Regions from separate parts of the Triticum aestivum genome. Here region 2 is linked to region 1. Evidence: chromatin contacts called from public Hi-C data. All regions are on one chromosome and are shown on one strand. The core of a region is the stretch at or near the end of the contact, and the rest is flanking DNA. Distances in the headings are between cores, read along the strand shown. Region 1 holds the start of LOC123049965. Region 2 has its middle 9.3 kb from the start of TRNAM-CAU.

Region 1 (4,653 bases), core at 527-3,026:
AATGGTTTCTTTGCAGTGGCCATCTTGAGAACTATACCAGTGACTACACCGTACAGGTGTTGATAGGCTACTGTGCTGTGTACATTTTCATGCAGACCTTCATGATCCCAGGGACAATATTCATGTCATTGCTTGCTGGTGCTCTATTCGGGCAACTCCGGGGTGTGGCTCTGGTTGTCTTTGCTGCCTCAGCTGGTGCTTCTTCATGCTTTTTCCTGTCGAAGCTGATTGGAAAACCGCTGGTGTTCGTGCTGTGGCCAGACAAGCTCACATTCTTCCAGAAGCAGGTAATAAGTTCAGCACCAATATTAGTCAATGTGGTTTTTTTTCAACACTGTGTAGTTTCATAACATCTTAAATTTCTGTGGGGATGCCTAAAGATAATTTGAATCACTCTACTCTTTGATTTAAGATCCTTTAGAACTGTGTAGTAACTCGTAGCTGAAAATGGGTGATTTCTCTGCATTTCCAGGTTGCCAAAAGAAGAGAAAAGCTGTTGAATTACATGCTTTTCCTCAGGGTCACCCCAACACTGCCAAATACCTTCATCAACTTGGCCTCGCCCATTGTTGATGTGCCCTTCCATACCTTCTTACTGGCAACTCTTATCGGTCTCATCCCAGCAGCCTACGTGACCGTGAGGGTAAGTTCCTTGCTTCAGATACAATGCATGTCCATATACTGCCCTTGAGTGCGTACAATGTTTGTGCTAACTTCAATCCCACTGCATGCTTCATTTCTTGTATCCAGGCTGGGATTGCTCTGGGAGAGTTAACATCGCTCAGCGACCTGTACGACACCCAGTCAGTAGCTCTGCTGTTCTTGATCGGCGTGGTCTCGGTCACACCAGCATTGTTGAGCAAGGACGAGGCGCAAGACACGGCACCAGAAATCGCAGCAGGCGCCTCATGAACACCAAAGAGGAGTCACCTAGCCCACCTGTACATACCAAGGCACAGCATGCGGCGGCTTCATTGGATTTGGGCCTACAGGCCTTGTGAGGTGGATGACACATGGTTTGCGAGTTCACATGACGACACAGCAGCACGGCGGGACCTTGGACCCAAGTCCGCCTATCACCCGCGTGCCGGAGATGTGCGTTGCCGTGAGAACACTGTTTCAATTCATGGCCACCCCCCACATTGTTTGTTATGAATGAATCTGGGAAGCACAATGCCCATCCACAGGCAAGATGCTTCGGATGTGTAGACAAGTAGTGTGTGTGCCGTTCGTCAGCCTGCGATGCTGTTTATTTAGATGGAACTGGCAGCTAGTCCAAATCCTTGTATATATATTGACCAGATTCATTCAATCCATATTCAGTGGTTCAATGACAATTTGTCTGTTGCTGTGCCGTTCCCCTTTCTTGCTTCTTATGTGTAGCTTGATTTTTCTGAGCCAAGGACACTTTCAGATTTTTCTATCTTAGCTGTTCAATCTGCTCGCCAGTTTATGTCACATGTGACCATTAGTAATCATGATCTTTTTCAGGGAAACACCATGATGATCTTTCTTTTTCTTTGATTTTAGAGGACAGCATGATGAACTTGATGGATAGTGTCAATTTTTCTTGAAAGTGAGTGTCAAATTTTGGACCAGCTTTTTCTCAGAGAAGAGTTTTCAGGTGAATTTTTACGTCGGTTTTTTTTTTGGAGAGGTGAATTTTTAGGTCAGCTAAGGTCAGATATTTGGACGGGCCAAAATGGGGTTGTAAGGCCCAGATAATATTTAAGATGGGCTTTAACTGGCCTTGGCCCATGTAGTGGCCACCATCCCCGCCGTCGTCTCCACTCTGTCAGAGACCAGGAGGAGCACGCACGGACGCGCCGCAAGCCGCCAAGCGCCCAAGCCGGAGAGCGAAGCACATGCTGGGCCTTCTCCGCCGCCGCGCCGCATCCTCGCCGGCGGCGAGCCTCCAGCTAGTGAGTCCAGCTTCTTTTCTGCTGTTTGTGTTCCGCTGTCTACCAACCGCTCTGTTTGCCCCGCCTCGTGTACTGCTTTGGCGGATTGGGGAAGTAGTTGGCCGCGAGAAAAATCGAAGGATCCAGACGCACGCTGCGTTGCTGTAGAAGTAGAACCCAGACCTAGGTAGGAGCGGATGTACGATTCAGTAGAGAAATAGCCTCGTTGGAGCGACCGAAGAGGGGTTTAGAGTCTCGATTAGTGTGGGATTTTAATGAGGATTTTCTATAAAATGCGAACTTGTAGTTCATGGAAATATATTACAATTGTTTTCTGGTTGCGATTGTACTTTTGGGTGACCCTGTCGTCATAATTTGGCCTCTGAAATGTGCAGTTCCAGTGCTGTTACCATCGAAGCAGTGAGAGACTATTGCCTTGCCGAGGTAAGCTTGGCTCTGGCCGTTCCATACTGCTCTCTCCGTAGTTCCTAGCTATGAGTGTGGAGTCCTAATTTCTAATCACTGCTGACCAAAAACAAAAAATTATGCTGTGCAAGATCATACCATCCTAGTTCAGTTACGCTGCTCATTCCAATAAGACCATAAATTACAAGTTTGCACATCTTTCACCTACTCTGCATTGCACAGAAAAGACCAGGAAGTCTCATATGGTCTCAATTGGGCTATTGCTGCGAGAGGTGTTGTCGTAAAAGATAAGGTCTTCTACAACTTGGAGCCGTCTGAGCTTCAGAAAAGTGGCACTGCTTACGCAGGTATATGCAAAATCAAGTTACAGTGTCTATATAGACAGTTGATGCTGCACAGATGTATAACTTGGTACCTGTTTTTGGAGCATGCAGAGCGTTTGTCTGGTACTCCACTTCATGTCAAAGGAAATGTTATCGGTGGGTTCCCTGAAATTTCAGGAGCTCAATTTGCAAAGCTTCTGAAACAGGTAGGTTATTTATTTATTATTTTACTCTCCATGGCTTTGTAACACAATGATTGTCATGAACTGACGGAAATTCAGAAGCACCATTGGCCTCATTTTGTCAGCTGACAGAATTTTAACTTACTACTTTCCAGTTGAGCTTCAGTGTCAATGTGTTTGATTGTCTGTTTGCTTCTGTTAGGTGACCTTTCACCTTTCATCCATCTCAAGTCTTTATGTCCAAGATGGTGCCATTGGTTCATCTGCAGAATGTGATGCAAAGGTCCGTGTTATAAGTGACAACCCCTCTGCCATCATGTCACTCTCCAATATCCTTCAGAAAATACCAGATCGTGCGATTTCCCACGACACATGCCCTTTAACTATATATGTTGCCAGTTCCATCAGGTAATTTGTCTTTTTAGTTCTTCTACGCATGTTGTAACTTGTGCATGCATTCAAGTTGCCACCAAGAGCTCAGTGCATTAACTGTAGTTGGCCATAACATAAGACTGATGTCTTTCTTGTTGAGCATTGCTTAACAGTACCAACGTCAGGAATGCTCTAGGTTCAGGGACACAATATGCTAATGGAGTTGCAGTGGCAGACATAGAGCGCTCATCACTTATCCTATGTGGTAAAGCATTTGCTGATTCCGCTATGCTAAAAGATGCTCTTACCGCTTTGGCTGCCCCTATACTGTCTGCAAGAGGAGGCCTCCCTGTCCCTGGCTGGTAGAGTCTGCTTGATATTTCTTTTTACCTTTTCCCTAAATATGTTATTCATCTTCCATACTGTGTGTATCAGGCTTCTGTCTTCTGGCGGTTCTATCGTACTGCTGTTTGCTCCAGTGGAGGTCATCAAGTCCTGCTCCGAAATTCAGGATGTTCTTGTGTCTACTGATAGCGGTGTAGTTATCTGTTCAAAACAATCTAGTGTGCTTTTCCCAACAAAGTCAAGACCACCACAGTTGTTTACCAAACCAGCTACAGTGGTTGTTGTATCATCTGATAGGTAATGGAGAGCATGTGCTTCATGGGTACAAGTAGCAAGTTAACAGCATTTAATGATGTGTGTTTCTGGATGGTTAAAATGAGAAGGAATGAGACATTATATCTACTGTGCTAACAATAAGTTACCTTCTTCTGTACTTTCAGCACTGATGCCCTACCATTAGTATCAAAGCTCTCTCCAGGTCAGGCAGCTTACCATTTCTTAGCTGGATATGAGGATGGTAAATTCATCCCAGCTTACAACAGGGCCCCCTCTCCTTTTGACCAGCTTGCCCTCGCGAATTCCTTATTTTTGCATGTATGTTGCATAATTTCCTTGCTTTTCCTCTCTAGCCTTTATTACATCACTTGTTGGTTTAGTATGAACGTGAGAACGTCAAATCTGAGAAAGTTGAGTCTCTACCCTTGCAGTTGAAAAAAGACAAGACACCAACTTATCTGATCAATGCCAAGAGCTCCGGAAAGCAAATTGATGGTACAATTTACATTCAGCGTGCCCTTCATTTATTATTCTGTTTGACTTTCTGGAACGGAGGACACTTCAGACACTATGAATTACAGGCAAGGACTTGATGAGACTAATCGAGCTGGCGCAATCTAACGGCATGCCAGACAGCACCAAACCTGAGGACACTAGAGGTAAATAGCTGTTATGGCACCAAACATATAGTCAACACCAACCATGCAGTGTGCTTGTTTTCTGTCGTTGAAGTACATGGCGTTTGATTGCAGTGGCTGAACTCAAGGGGAAGTACAGGGGCTTTATATCCAGCAAGTTTGGCAAATGTTTACCCGAGGAGTTCTCATT
Region 2 (4,193 bases), core at 1,145-3,644, 140 kb after region 1:
TGTTTCTTTCATAAAATTCATTGATTTTGCTTTTCATTCACATTTTCCTTATTTTTTTATTTCTTGGCTTTCAACAGTTCCTTCGTTTTTCTTCGTTTCTTCATTGGTTTTCACTGTTTTCCATTCCTTTTACACTTCTTTTGTCGATTTTAGTTTCAGTTTTTCTTTGTTTCATTTTTTGTTTTTTTGTTTCTTTGGTTTTTATTCTACATTTCTATATACGTCCAGAAACTCTTTATAATTAGAATTTTTTAAATACAAGTTTAACATTTTTAATACACGCAACATTTTTCTATAGCCATTTTAAATATTTTGCAAATGATTGGTTAACTTTTTTAAATACAAGATTCAGATTTTTTTAGTACACGGTCTATATTTTTACATACATTGTAATACTTGAAATTTCTAATTAATATTTTTGACATATAAGGTTAAATTTTTTAATACATGGTCAACATTTTACGTATACACATTTAGCATTTTTCTAATGCTTGATTACATTTTTGAAATGCAAGATTATCATATTTTTAATACATGGTCAATATTTTTTCGAAGACATCTAATATTTTTCATATGTTTGATCAACATTTTTTGAATACTTGATCAAAGTTTCTTAAACACATTTTATTTTATTTTATACAACTTTTGTATACGTGAGAACCATTTTCTCTATACATATTTAGCAATTTTCAAATTCTTGGTTAATAATTCATTTCAAATGTTTTTTGTAATATTTTTTTGAATATTTGGAAATTTAAACAAAAGTGAAATAATAAAGCAGAAAATAAAAAAATGTAAAAAAACAAGGCTATCGCCTCCCGTGCGCCTGGGCCAGCCCATCTCGTCCCTCCCGCTTTCTTCCATGAGCTTCTTCTGCGTACCACCAAAAACTTGCACAAACGAGCATAGGGTTGTTGGAGCGGCTAGCGGCCTGCTTGAGTTTTGTTGTTGTTGCGGGGAGGCCTGGTCGAGCTGCAGACGACTGCACTGGAAAAAGGGAATTTCCTATTGGACAGACCTGGAGATCAGCGATGACGTGAGCCTACCCATTTAACGTGTTGCAGTGTTTCTGGTTTTGGGAACCTTCTGGCGTTTTCCAGCAGTTTTCTGGTTTGGGAACTTTCTAGAAGGTCCACTGAACCAGGTTCTTGTTTCTTTTTGGTTTGCATTTTTTCAATTTTCTGTTTATTTTTCTTCTTTCTTTCTTTTTTCTTTTCCTTTTCTGTTTCTTTCTTTTCTTTTTCAAGTTTATTTTTCTTTTCTTAAAGAGTTCATGTTTGAAATTGTTCAGAAACTTTAAAAAAATGTTTGTGCTTTTAAAAAATGTACATCTTTTGTTCAAAATGTTGATCTGATTTTAAAAAATTGTTCCTGTTTTCATTTTTTTGTTGAAGAGTTCGAAAAACTCAAATTTTCAAAAAATGTCCTGAATTTCATAATTTGTTCCCGTATTCAATTTTTGTTCACCGATTAAAAAAAGTTCACATTTGCAAAAATGTTATGTATTTATTGAAAGTTTTTTGTTTTTTTAAATGTTCTCATTTTAAGACGACAACAACAACTATAAAAATAACAACAAATTCTTTAGTCCCAAACAGGTTGGGTTAGGCTAGAGGTGAAACCCATAAGATCTCGCGACCAACTCATAGCTTTGGCACATGGATAGCAAGCTTTCACGCACCCCTGTCCATAACTAGTTCTTTGGTGATACTCCAATTCTTCAGGTCTCTCTTAACGGACTCCTCCCAATTGTTCAAAATTTCAAAAGAAGTACCATTTTCAAATTTTTTTACAAATTCAAAAAATGTTTGGGAATTTTAAAATGTAGTTGCAATTTCAAATATGTTGATAATTTCAGAAAAAGTGTTTGAAATTTTGTCAAGTAATGTTCAGTTTACACCGCTGGTGTTAGTTGTTTAAAGCTCGCGCTACGGATTTGTCAACGACTCTCAGTAGTTGCGCTGACAAGCAAGGCGATTGCACAAACACGAGATCTACAGTTTGAATCCCCACTCGGGTGTCCACTTTTTTTTTTTCTCATTTTCCTCCAGACCGCTAGCTCCGGCTCAGCCCCAATGGGCTGGCCCAGTCAGGCGTGCCCTGTGCGAAGGGACATCCATTTGATGCAGTACGCGGCAAATAGGAGCTCCCGGAAAAAGCCATCTCCTCCTCTTTTCCGCTAAAAAAAACTCTTTTTTTCTTGACAGCAAAAGCCTTATCCTCTCTCCCTCTGTAGGCGGAAGCAAATGTCTTTCTCGGAAAAAAAAAGGCGGATACATTCGTTCCGCTGAAACTGACGTTGAAAGGGACGGCGGCGTGCGTTGAAGAAGAAGAGGAGGCCATCGTCGGGCTCCAGCCCACCCAGCTGTCGCTAGCCCGGCCAGTGTTCTGACTTTCTGAGGGTTGTTTGGCGAGACGGGCTCTGGTGTGCCTGGCCCATGTTCCGAATTTTGCTCGGGTGGCGTGTCAGCTCTCACCTCTCAGTGGAAAACACAAGTGCGAGTCAACAACAGTTTGTTTTGATGGCGGCCGGCCGGCCGCAGCGGCAACGACACAATTATCTAATATAGTCGCTGACGGAAGCCCCCTAGTCCAGGTCTCCTGCAAGGTACACCATGGTCGTACGCAGATGTGTGACCTCCATCACCGTGACTAATTTGAATTTCTCTTCCTTGATTCATCTAGGAATTATGCATATTTTTTTTTGTTGAAATGAACAATACCACATGATGATTTCGATAGAACACAATCTATAGATCTTGGTCATGAACTTCACATTCACATTGATAATGTGCCGGCAAATCAAAGGTTTGTTCATTTTTTTTAACATCAGTACAGACATAAGCGCTCATATACATGCGCATACACTCACCCTTATGAACGCACACACGCACATCCTACCCCTATGAGCACCTCCGAAAGACACGAAGTCACCGTAGGCACCTTGTCGTTGACGGGAACGTCTCCTCCCACTGAATGCGCATCACCGGAAATCCTGAAATAAATCCAGAAATAAATGCGAGCATCAGGATTTGAACTCTGGTGGGCTGAGGATACCACAGTCCCTCTAACCATGCAACTACAGGTTGGTTCGCAAGGTTTGCCCATTTGGTTGGTATTGCTGATATTGCTGGTGGATGCCAAGAAGAATCTTTCCATTTGGTGCATCTACTTCTAAATTTGGTGCTAATTTTGTTGATTTTTGATGATTTTTAAAAAATTTAATATTGGCAACCATGTTTTGCATAACAAAATGGGTGAGCAGATTATGACTGATTGACTAATTTGCTATGTGGGAAAAAAATATATTTTCTACCATTACAAATGATGGCATGATTGATCTCTTTAAGAAGGTGAAAGTTCATGTTCTTGTAAAAAAAAGAGGTGAAAGGACGTGAAGGGAAATGTGAGTCTGGAGTCACTTTATATTTTTTTTGATGATATTTTTTTAATATTATTAGTTCTCTACCATTTTTGGTAGTCTGATATGTTTTGTTTGTTCATTTGTTTCTCGAAATTACAAATTTAACTCCATAGTAGCTTTTCTTTCTTAGAATTTTTTCTTCTTAATTTGTATGTAAGTGATTTCTTGAGTTCACCGGGTATGGCAAGCTTTTCTCATATTGTTTGCTGATTGCATATTTTCATTCTTTGTATTATCTTCACTAAGTTATTTATATCTCCTTGCCGTAGTTTAGTATTTCCCCTGTCCAAAAAATTTGTCTCAAGCTTGTCTCTCAAATGGATGTATTTAACATTAACTTTGTACTAGATACATTTATTTGAGAGACAAGCTTTTTTAGACGGAGAGAGTATGTAGTGGGTATTGGCTGACACCAGTGCCGATTTTTTCTAGCTTCGTCCCTGGCGCCGGGGTTGCCGAAGCTGCGGCAGCGCTGTACCTGGCGCTGTTCAGGAAGCCGGCGGGCCTGTTCGTCAGGTCAAACTCCCTGGTCAACTCCTACTACGGCGTCCTCGTCGCCATCGTCCTCTTCGGCTTGGCGGGGGCGTGGACGGGGCTCTGGGTCTCGCACGACCCGCTACGCCGGCGTGCCGTCGGGATGACGGTGCTCTGGGCGTCGGTTCTTCCGCTGCTCCTCTTGGCGGGTGTTGGAGGCCATGCGATCCTCAAGTGACAGTGCATTGTGTTGATCTCGCGTGCGTCTTGCTAAGTTGCCAACCAGCATTGGTAA

The links. A called contact is a pair of places that touch in the nucleus more often than the background predicts.
Region 2: a Hi-C map of root shows a contact between it and region 1, with 10 times the contacts expected there. The contact joins the enhancer-like site here to the promoter of LOC123049965 in region 1. A contact is called at or near these places in 4 of 5 Hi-C or Micro-C datasets (leaf and root) and 1 of 1 datasets of contacts at active chromatin or transcription factors (leaf).

Annotation. Positions count from the first base shown.
Region 1 is chr2D:559,996,681-560,001,333 of IWGSC CS RefSeq v2.1, forward strand. It overlaps LOC123049965, which reads left to right and starts at 1,777. Exons shown (of 11, transcript XM_044472817.1): 1 at 1,777-1,922; 2 at 2,297-2,345; 3 at 2,555-2,674; 4 at 2,762-2,856; 5 at 3,035-3,240; 6 at 3,378-3,566; 7 at 3,640-3,846; 8 at 3,990-4,143; 9 at 4,257-4,320; 10 at 4,407-4,484; 11 at 4,578-4,653. The coding sequence starts at 1,866. LOC123054500 reads left to right here. Exons shown (of 4, transcript XM_044478279.1): 2 at 17-287; 3 at 473-643; 4 at 751-1,337. The coding sequence ends at 912.
Region 2 is chr2D:560,132,772-560,136,964 of IWGSC CS RefSeq v2.1, forward strand. No RefSeq gene overlaps it. Among protein-coding and RNA genes, the nearest start is that of TRNAM-CAU, 9.3 kb to the left of the region's middle. Within about 2 kb of position 2,395, at least 4 of the 8 cell types and tissues checked have an H3K27ac peak or open chromatin away from gene starts, as enhancers often do. A contact at or near this core is called in leaf and root, where this site is marked.